2 separate regions of the Mus musculus genome follow, and region 2 is linked to region 1. Evidence: chromatin contacts called from public HiChIP or PLAC-seq data. All regions are on one chromosome and are shown on one strand. The core of a region is the stretch at or near the end of the contact, and the rest is flanking DNA. Distances in the headings are between cores, read along the strand shown. Region 1 holds the start of Dut (deoxyuridine triphosphatase). Region 2 holds the start of Galk2 (galactokinase 2).

The links. HiChIP or PLAC-seq counts read pairs in DNA pulled down with a chosen protein or histone mark.
Region 2: an H3K4me3 HiChIP or PLAC-seq map of embryonic stem cells shows a contact between it and region 1, with 4 times the contacts expected there. The contact joins the promoter of Galk2 here to the promoter of Dut in region 1. A contact is called at or near these places in 2 of 39 promoter capture datasets (the 3T3-L1 cell line and erythroid cells) and 4 of 115 datasets of contacts at active chromatin or transcription factors (astrocytes, embryonic stem cells and pro-B cells).

What each region holds. Positions count from the first base shown.
Region 1 is chr2:125,245,863-125,249,390 of GRCm38.p6, forward strand. It overlaps Dut (deoxyuridine triphosphatase), which reads left to right and starts at 1,653. Exons shown (of 6, transcript NM_023595.6): 1 at 1,653-2,034; 2 at 3,304-3,395. The coding sequence starts at 1,886.
Region 2 is chr2:125,864,792-125,867,966 of GRCm38.p6, forward strand. Galk2 (galactokinase 2) reads left to right here and starts at 1,432. Exons shown (of 10, transcript NM_001291002.1): 1 at 1,432-1,594. The coding sequence starts at 1,542.

The sequences.
Region 1 (3,528 bases), core at 403-2,902:
AAAACGAAACACCAGGAGAGGTACTATATGGAAAGAAGTGGTTTGGTGTCAGGAAAATGGGGTAAGCAGTTAAGAACTGGAGAATTGTGGTCAAAGCATATACACATTTATATGCAAAACTGAAGAGAATATATGTTTATCTATCTGTTCCCGTGGACATGATTGTTTGTGTGTATAAGGTGCCCTCCAAAGCCAGAGGACATAGTTGGGTCTCCTGGAGCTTGAGTCACAGGCAGTTGTGAATCACCAATGTGGGTGTTGCTAACCAAACTGGGTCTGATACAGGAACACTGAGTGCTCTTAACAGCTGAACCATCTCTCCAGGCCCAACAATAATCTTGTTTTAAAGGATTAAGCACCAATATTAAGATTTCTGAGAAGAAATAATGCACAGGAGCCCTCCTTACTAAACAATGCGATCACCATCTGTCTTAGTGTTCTACTGCTGTGAAGAGACACCATGACCAAGGCAACTCTATAAAGACAGCATTTAACTGGGGGCTTTCTTACCGTTTCAGAGGGTTAGTCCATTATCATGGTGTGGAGCAGGCGGGCATGGTGCTGAAGCAGTAGAAGGGAGAGGGAGAGTGGGGAGGGAGAAGGGGAGGGGGAGAAGAGAAAAGGGAGGGGGGAAGGGAAGAGGGGGGGGCAGGCGCACCTGTGAGGGCTTTTGAAACTCACGGTTAGACTCCAAGAATACAAAGGCTGGATCAATTTCCCTCATGGACTTTGAATCTAACCAACAAGTAGACATTAGGCAAGAAAATACATGCATGTGCAGACTGTAATAAGAAGAAATGTAAATAAAAACATTCTGAGAGTAAAGAGCCTGGCCACCACAGGTCTAACCCTAAACCCACCTAAAGGTGGAAGGAACAAGGAGAAGATAACCTCGCACTGGCAATGACCTGCAAGACACACAGACACATCGTGGGACTGCACAATAACAGATGCTTTAAAAGAGCTTCAAGAAGTGTAGTGTATTGCACACCCATCAGGGGAACCAATCGCCCCAATATGTATAGTCGGTATTTCTATAAAAGTGCCTTGGGCCTTCTATTTATCTTGAAAATCGAAGTGCACCACAACTTGAGTTCCACGTGTTTATGGTATAGTCCAGATAAAACCGGAGACTCCAGAAAGATCTTTAATTATCCTCTCTGGAAAAAAAAAGTTTGACTCCCAACTACCGGCGAGGGGGTGGGGGTGGGGGTGGGGGTGGGGGTGGGGGTGGGGGTTGGCTCCTTGTTGCTTTGGCTGAGGTCAAGGAATTTTAAAATGCCCTGCAGGTCCGGTGGTGGAAGGCAAAAGATCTGTTCAGGTCAGGGCGAGGAAAAGCACGTAGGAGGGCCGCTAGGCGGAGCGCGGGGCGGGGCAGCGGCCTCAGGGCCTGCAGGGCCTCCAGCGCCATGCCTCTCCTAAGCGTGCTGCTGCGCGCCCGCCTGCAGGCCGCTCTGCTCCGCGGGCGTGCGCTCGGGTCGGCGCGGAGCCGGAGCTGCCGAGGAAGCCGAGGAGCTCCGGCCGGGAGCGCGCGCGCTGGTGAGGGGGTGGGGGGCAGGGGCGGGAGCGCGCACGGGGTGGGGAGGATTAGGGCAGTTCGAGAGAGCGCGCTAGTGGGGGAGTTGGAGCGGGAGCGCGCTTGGAGGGAGCCCTGGTCTGAGCAGGTAACGGTGAGCCAGGGCCTGGCCTGCAGCGCGGGGACGAGTCCATTGCGGACCCCGAGGAGGGGAGCCTGGCGAGGTCGGTGCCTCCTCTAGGCCGCGCTCGAGCCCTTTGCGGAAGGCCGCGTCCCCTGTCCTGCGCGGTGGGCTCGTCCAGGCGGGAGATTTTCGGCGGGTAGGCTCTCGCACGCTCATTGCTTTCTGCTTTTTCCACGCCCGCCGCCATGCCCTGCTCGGAAGATGCCGCGGCCGTCTCTGCCTCCAAGAGGGCTCGAGCGGAGGATGGCGCTTCTCTGCGCTTCGTGCGGCTCTCGGAGCACGCCACGGCGCCCACCCGCGGGTCCGCGCGCGCTGCCGGCTACGACCTATTCAGGTGAGAGCCGTGGCCCGACGGCAGGAATGCAAACACCGAGCCCGGGTGCAGTCGTGGCTCCGCAGAGACCTGAGTTCACCTTGAGCAAATTCAGTAGGGGTTTGGGCGAGCGGAAAGTAAAGGGTTATAACATTTCCAAAGCGTTACTGTGCAGCGTGCGCTCCACCCTTTCCAAGTGGAAGGTCCGGATGTGCAAGGCTTATTCTTGACCGAAGTGTGACTGTCTGCAGTGTGCACGTTAAAGTCTAGGAAAAGGATCTATGGAAGCTGTGTACTTCTCTTATCCCGTCCAAGGACTGGGAACTTAAGGAGCTCCATCCAGGGCTAGCTTATGAGGTGGCTCAGTGTAAAGTCACCAAGCCTAATGACCTGAATGTATGCATCTAACATGCCCTGTCTTGGGAGAAATTAGATACTATGGCCATTTTCTACATAAGCGGGTGTTTGCTGTGTATTGGGAATGGCTGATGTTACAGAGTGAAAATTCCGTGTGACTGAACGTACTCTTCTACCACATGCCAGACTTCCAGCGCTGCTCATTGTAAAGTCTGAAGTTTCGTTGGATCAGGAAGGGAGCTGCAGTAATAAGAGACTACAGTAGTATTTGGTAGATGGACTTTCTAAAATCGCTTGTGATCAGAGTCCACCCCCAAGAGCTGCTCTGGGAGACCAGCTCTCTTCGGCCACTGAAGTTCACAGCCATAGCGTGGAAGGCAGGGGGAATGCAGTGCATCTCTGCCTCTCACCTGTGTTTTTTTAACATTTTCTTCGGGAGGTTCATTCTCATCAAGAGAAGCGTTACAAAAGTAAAGTATAGGTTTATATGCGTTCGCAGGCTCGAAGTGTGCCTAGCGGAGTGAGGCCCATTGAGTGTTAGATGTTTGCTCTTTGGTTGGCTTTTCATATTCTTTCTATGAATTAAGTCTGCCTTCCTGCTCCTCATGCTAATTTGCCAGCCTTCACTTTCAGAGACAAAAACCACAGAACACATAGCAGAGACAATGTTGGCATCTCCCTGTTCCCCACTCCCACATTCAGGGTTTTGTCTTCTTGCTCTGCCTAGGTGCTAGGATTAAGGGCCTGAAGCCATCTTTCTAAAGCTAAAAGAAAGTGCCTACTACCTTGTAAGTAAACCTTTTTAGGTGAGTTAGGAATCTGCCATAAGGTTGTTTATAGGATCTGTTTATATGAAGTAATGGCACGCATTTTATATGCATTAGCGTAAGAAGGAATGTTAAAAACACTTTAAAATACTGATTTGCCTTTCAGTGCCTATGATTATACAATATCACCCATGGAGAAAGCCATCGTGAAGACAGACATTCAGATAGCTGTCCCTTCTGGGTGCTATGGAAGAGTAGGTAAGTAGCTAAAGAAGCCGGTAACTACTTCTCATACCGGTCCTTTATGATAGCGTCTGTCATCTTAGTGTCCTTAGTGTCGTGTGGCCACAGTGAAGAGATAATGCTTAGCCCATTTTAAAAACAAAACAAA
Region 2 (3,175 bases), core at 182-2,681, 620 kb after region 1:
TCCTGGAACTCACATGGTGGAAGGAAAACACTGACACCCATAGGTTGTTCTATGATTCTGTGCCCATGCACACCCACATTAAATAAATTTAATTTTAAAAAGTACAAGGTATACATTTTCCTTGCGAAGGTAACATACATATCTCCTTTCTCTCTCTCATTCCAGATTGGGGGGGGGGCACATGCAGAGGGCTCTAAAGAAGTCCACTGTTGTCAACCTTATGTCCTTCCATCAGAAAGAGTGGGGAGACTTTTTGTGCGTACATTTTATACAGAGAAAAGCTAGCTGAGAGCCAGAAGTCAAAGAAGGTCTTGTGAATCTATTCTCTCTGTACATGACTTCAGACACGATGCTTTGCGGGCTAGCCTTGACTTCCCTGTTATTTGTAAGCCAAATAAACCTTTCCTTCTCAGTGGGCAGGGCATCTGTCAGGGCATATTGTCACAGCAAAAGAAAAGTAATTCATGAGCTGTGTGAACTCCACCTCAGTCATTCACTCAGTTGTGCCTGTGTTTTGAGAACCAGTCTGCCAGGCAGTGTGTCAGGTGCTGAGGACAGTGCTCCTGCCCTCGAGTTGGTTGCTTATAGTTGGTAGTGATGGTGAGGCAACAGCTAGATGGACAGTACGTGCACAAGAAAAGAAGTATTCAGGGTGACTTTTCTTAGCCCAGCACAGTAATGGGGGAGTTGTGCTGGAGATGGTATGCTTTTAATAGGGTCTCGGGTTTCCTTAGGTAACAGAAAAATGAGGGGTGAACTGGATACCGAATGAAAAAATGAGGGCATGACTGGCTAGGTATGGTTGAGGAGAAGGTTTCTTATAGTTGTGACAGAGAAAACAGCCAGAGACATCTGGAAGGGGAGGGGGGTTCAGACTAAACATGGTACTGCCACCTCTCTCTCTCTCTCTTTCTCTCTCTCTCTCTCTCTCTCTCTCTCTCTCTCTCTCTGTGTGTGTGTGTGAGAACCACAGATGGTGGGTGGGACTTGTTCCAGGTTTCTTTGAGGCCTAACAGATGCTAAAGGTTTCTTCTCATCATTAGTGGTGTCTTATGAAGGCCTACCTATGCTTGCATCCTAGAAGGAAGAGCAAAGATATTCACATCTATTTTATGTTGCTTGCTTTGGAAATAAATTTGAATAAGAAGCAATAGGTGATCATTTTATGGTCTTTGGCACATATCTGCTGAACATTAAGGAAGAAAAAAATGTCAAATTAAAAAAAAAAAAGACTGAGAGGGATCAGAGGAAAGGTATGGATGGGTCTTCAACTGGGGCTGTACTCAGCCACATCAGGGCAAAGAAAAACCTGGTCAATCGGCCTTGCTGCTTACCCAGCGAAAGGTGGTGGCCACGGTTGACAGCTGTTGCCTGGAGAGGGGGGAGGAGGAGCTGGGGGCGGGACAGCCTGAAAGGCAGCCACTTCTGCGGACCTGCAGGATTTCCGCTGAGATCCCGGAAGAAAGCCATTCCTGCCACTTTAATCTCGTGATGCTTAGCTGTGCTGCACTTCTGGAAACTGCAGAGGGATCTAGCAAAATATGGCTGCGGAGGACCCTGCCACTCGACGAGTCCAGGTGGCAGAACATCCCAGGTGGGGGAGAGGCGTGGCCGGGATCCCGGGCTGGAGAAGTGCACAAGGCGCTCATTGCTTTAGGCGGCTTCTTTTGAGTTACGTGTGTGTGTGTGTGTGTGTGTGTGTGTGTGTGTGTGTGTGTAGACAGCTTCTTTTGAGTTAGGGCTTGTGTGCGTCTGCATGTGCGTGTGTGTTCCTGGAAGCAGACAGAACCCTTAGGATTCTAGACTTCTGGGTCTCAGACACCGCGCCAGGGGTTGTGTGTGTTGCTTCACACGGAGGCCTTTGCTCTTTCTTAGGGAAGGATTCAGTAAAAATGCCCAGCTCTTCCTGGAACTGCTAGTTATCTTGCCTGTCGAGTGATAGTGCTTTTTCCAAGTTTCGTCCTATCTACTTATTTTTGAGTCTCTGCATCTTTGACAAATCTGATCACCTCTAAACTGTCATCAAGGCACTAATTTGTTGCTAGTTTCTAGCTACAGAACTCCCAATTCTTTTTTGATGTCTAGTGGAGGGTCTTTTTAAAATTACAGATACTTTGTAGGAATACTTTGTTCTGGTTTCTGGAGCTGGAATCTCACAGAAGCTGTTCACTTGCTGTTCTGTTAGAAGTCCGAGGGCCTCTCTGAGGTTGGTTGCTTTTGAGTGTAACTCTTTCCTGCTCTCCTTTCTGTTTTGGTTGATGAGACTGTACTTTCCTATGGCTTGAAAACGCTCCTTCCTGGGCAAGTCAGCAAACGATGTACCTTTAGTTGCTAGGATAAAACATACCTTACTCTAGAGACAGTTTAGATTACTTCTGGCTGTCGTTGAATGTGTTAAGATTCTCTGAGGTCAGTCTTTGTACAGTGTGGTTGTTTTTACAGATTCAGTGAATGAGAGACCACATAGTTCAAATGACTCCCCAGGAATCCATTTCATGAAAAGAAACCCACCCTTTCTGGTAGTGTAGTCTTGTACAAAACATGTCTATGAATAAACTTCAAATATGATATTTTTGAGCTAGGGTCTTAATGTGTAGTTCTGGCTGGCTTGAACTAGCCTGACTTCTAACTTGGAGAGAGTTACCTACTCTCTCCAAGTCTCTGCCTAGGACTAAAGATGTGTGTCATCACACTCAGCCGATTTTATATGGTTTTTTTTTTTTTCATAAAGATCACTTTCCATAGTTATGCAGAAGGGAGGATGTTGCTAATATAGCACCATTGCTAAAAGAGGAGTTCCGATGTAGTGCTCTTTCATGCCGTTCATGGTTGTTACAGTTTTTACTCACCAAACAACGATTTAGTGTTGCTTTATCTGTGTTAGCGCCAGGAAAGCCCATAGTGGTCATGTAAGCTCTGTTCTGCTGCTGCAGAATCTGTTTTGAGACAGTGTCTCTACGATCCACGGACCACACTGAACTCTTCATCCCCTGCCTGCACCTCAAGTGTACAATCATGCTCATCTGTTGTTGTACTTGTGTATACTGTTATCAGCTTCACACAACGTTCTGTAGGAATATTTTAGAGCATCCTATTTTAGAAAGGGGGAGACTTAATAAATCTAGATGATGTACTCTACACATCTATCAAGTGGTCACATGGTACAATTGATTGC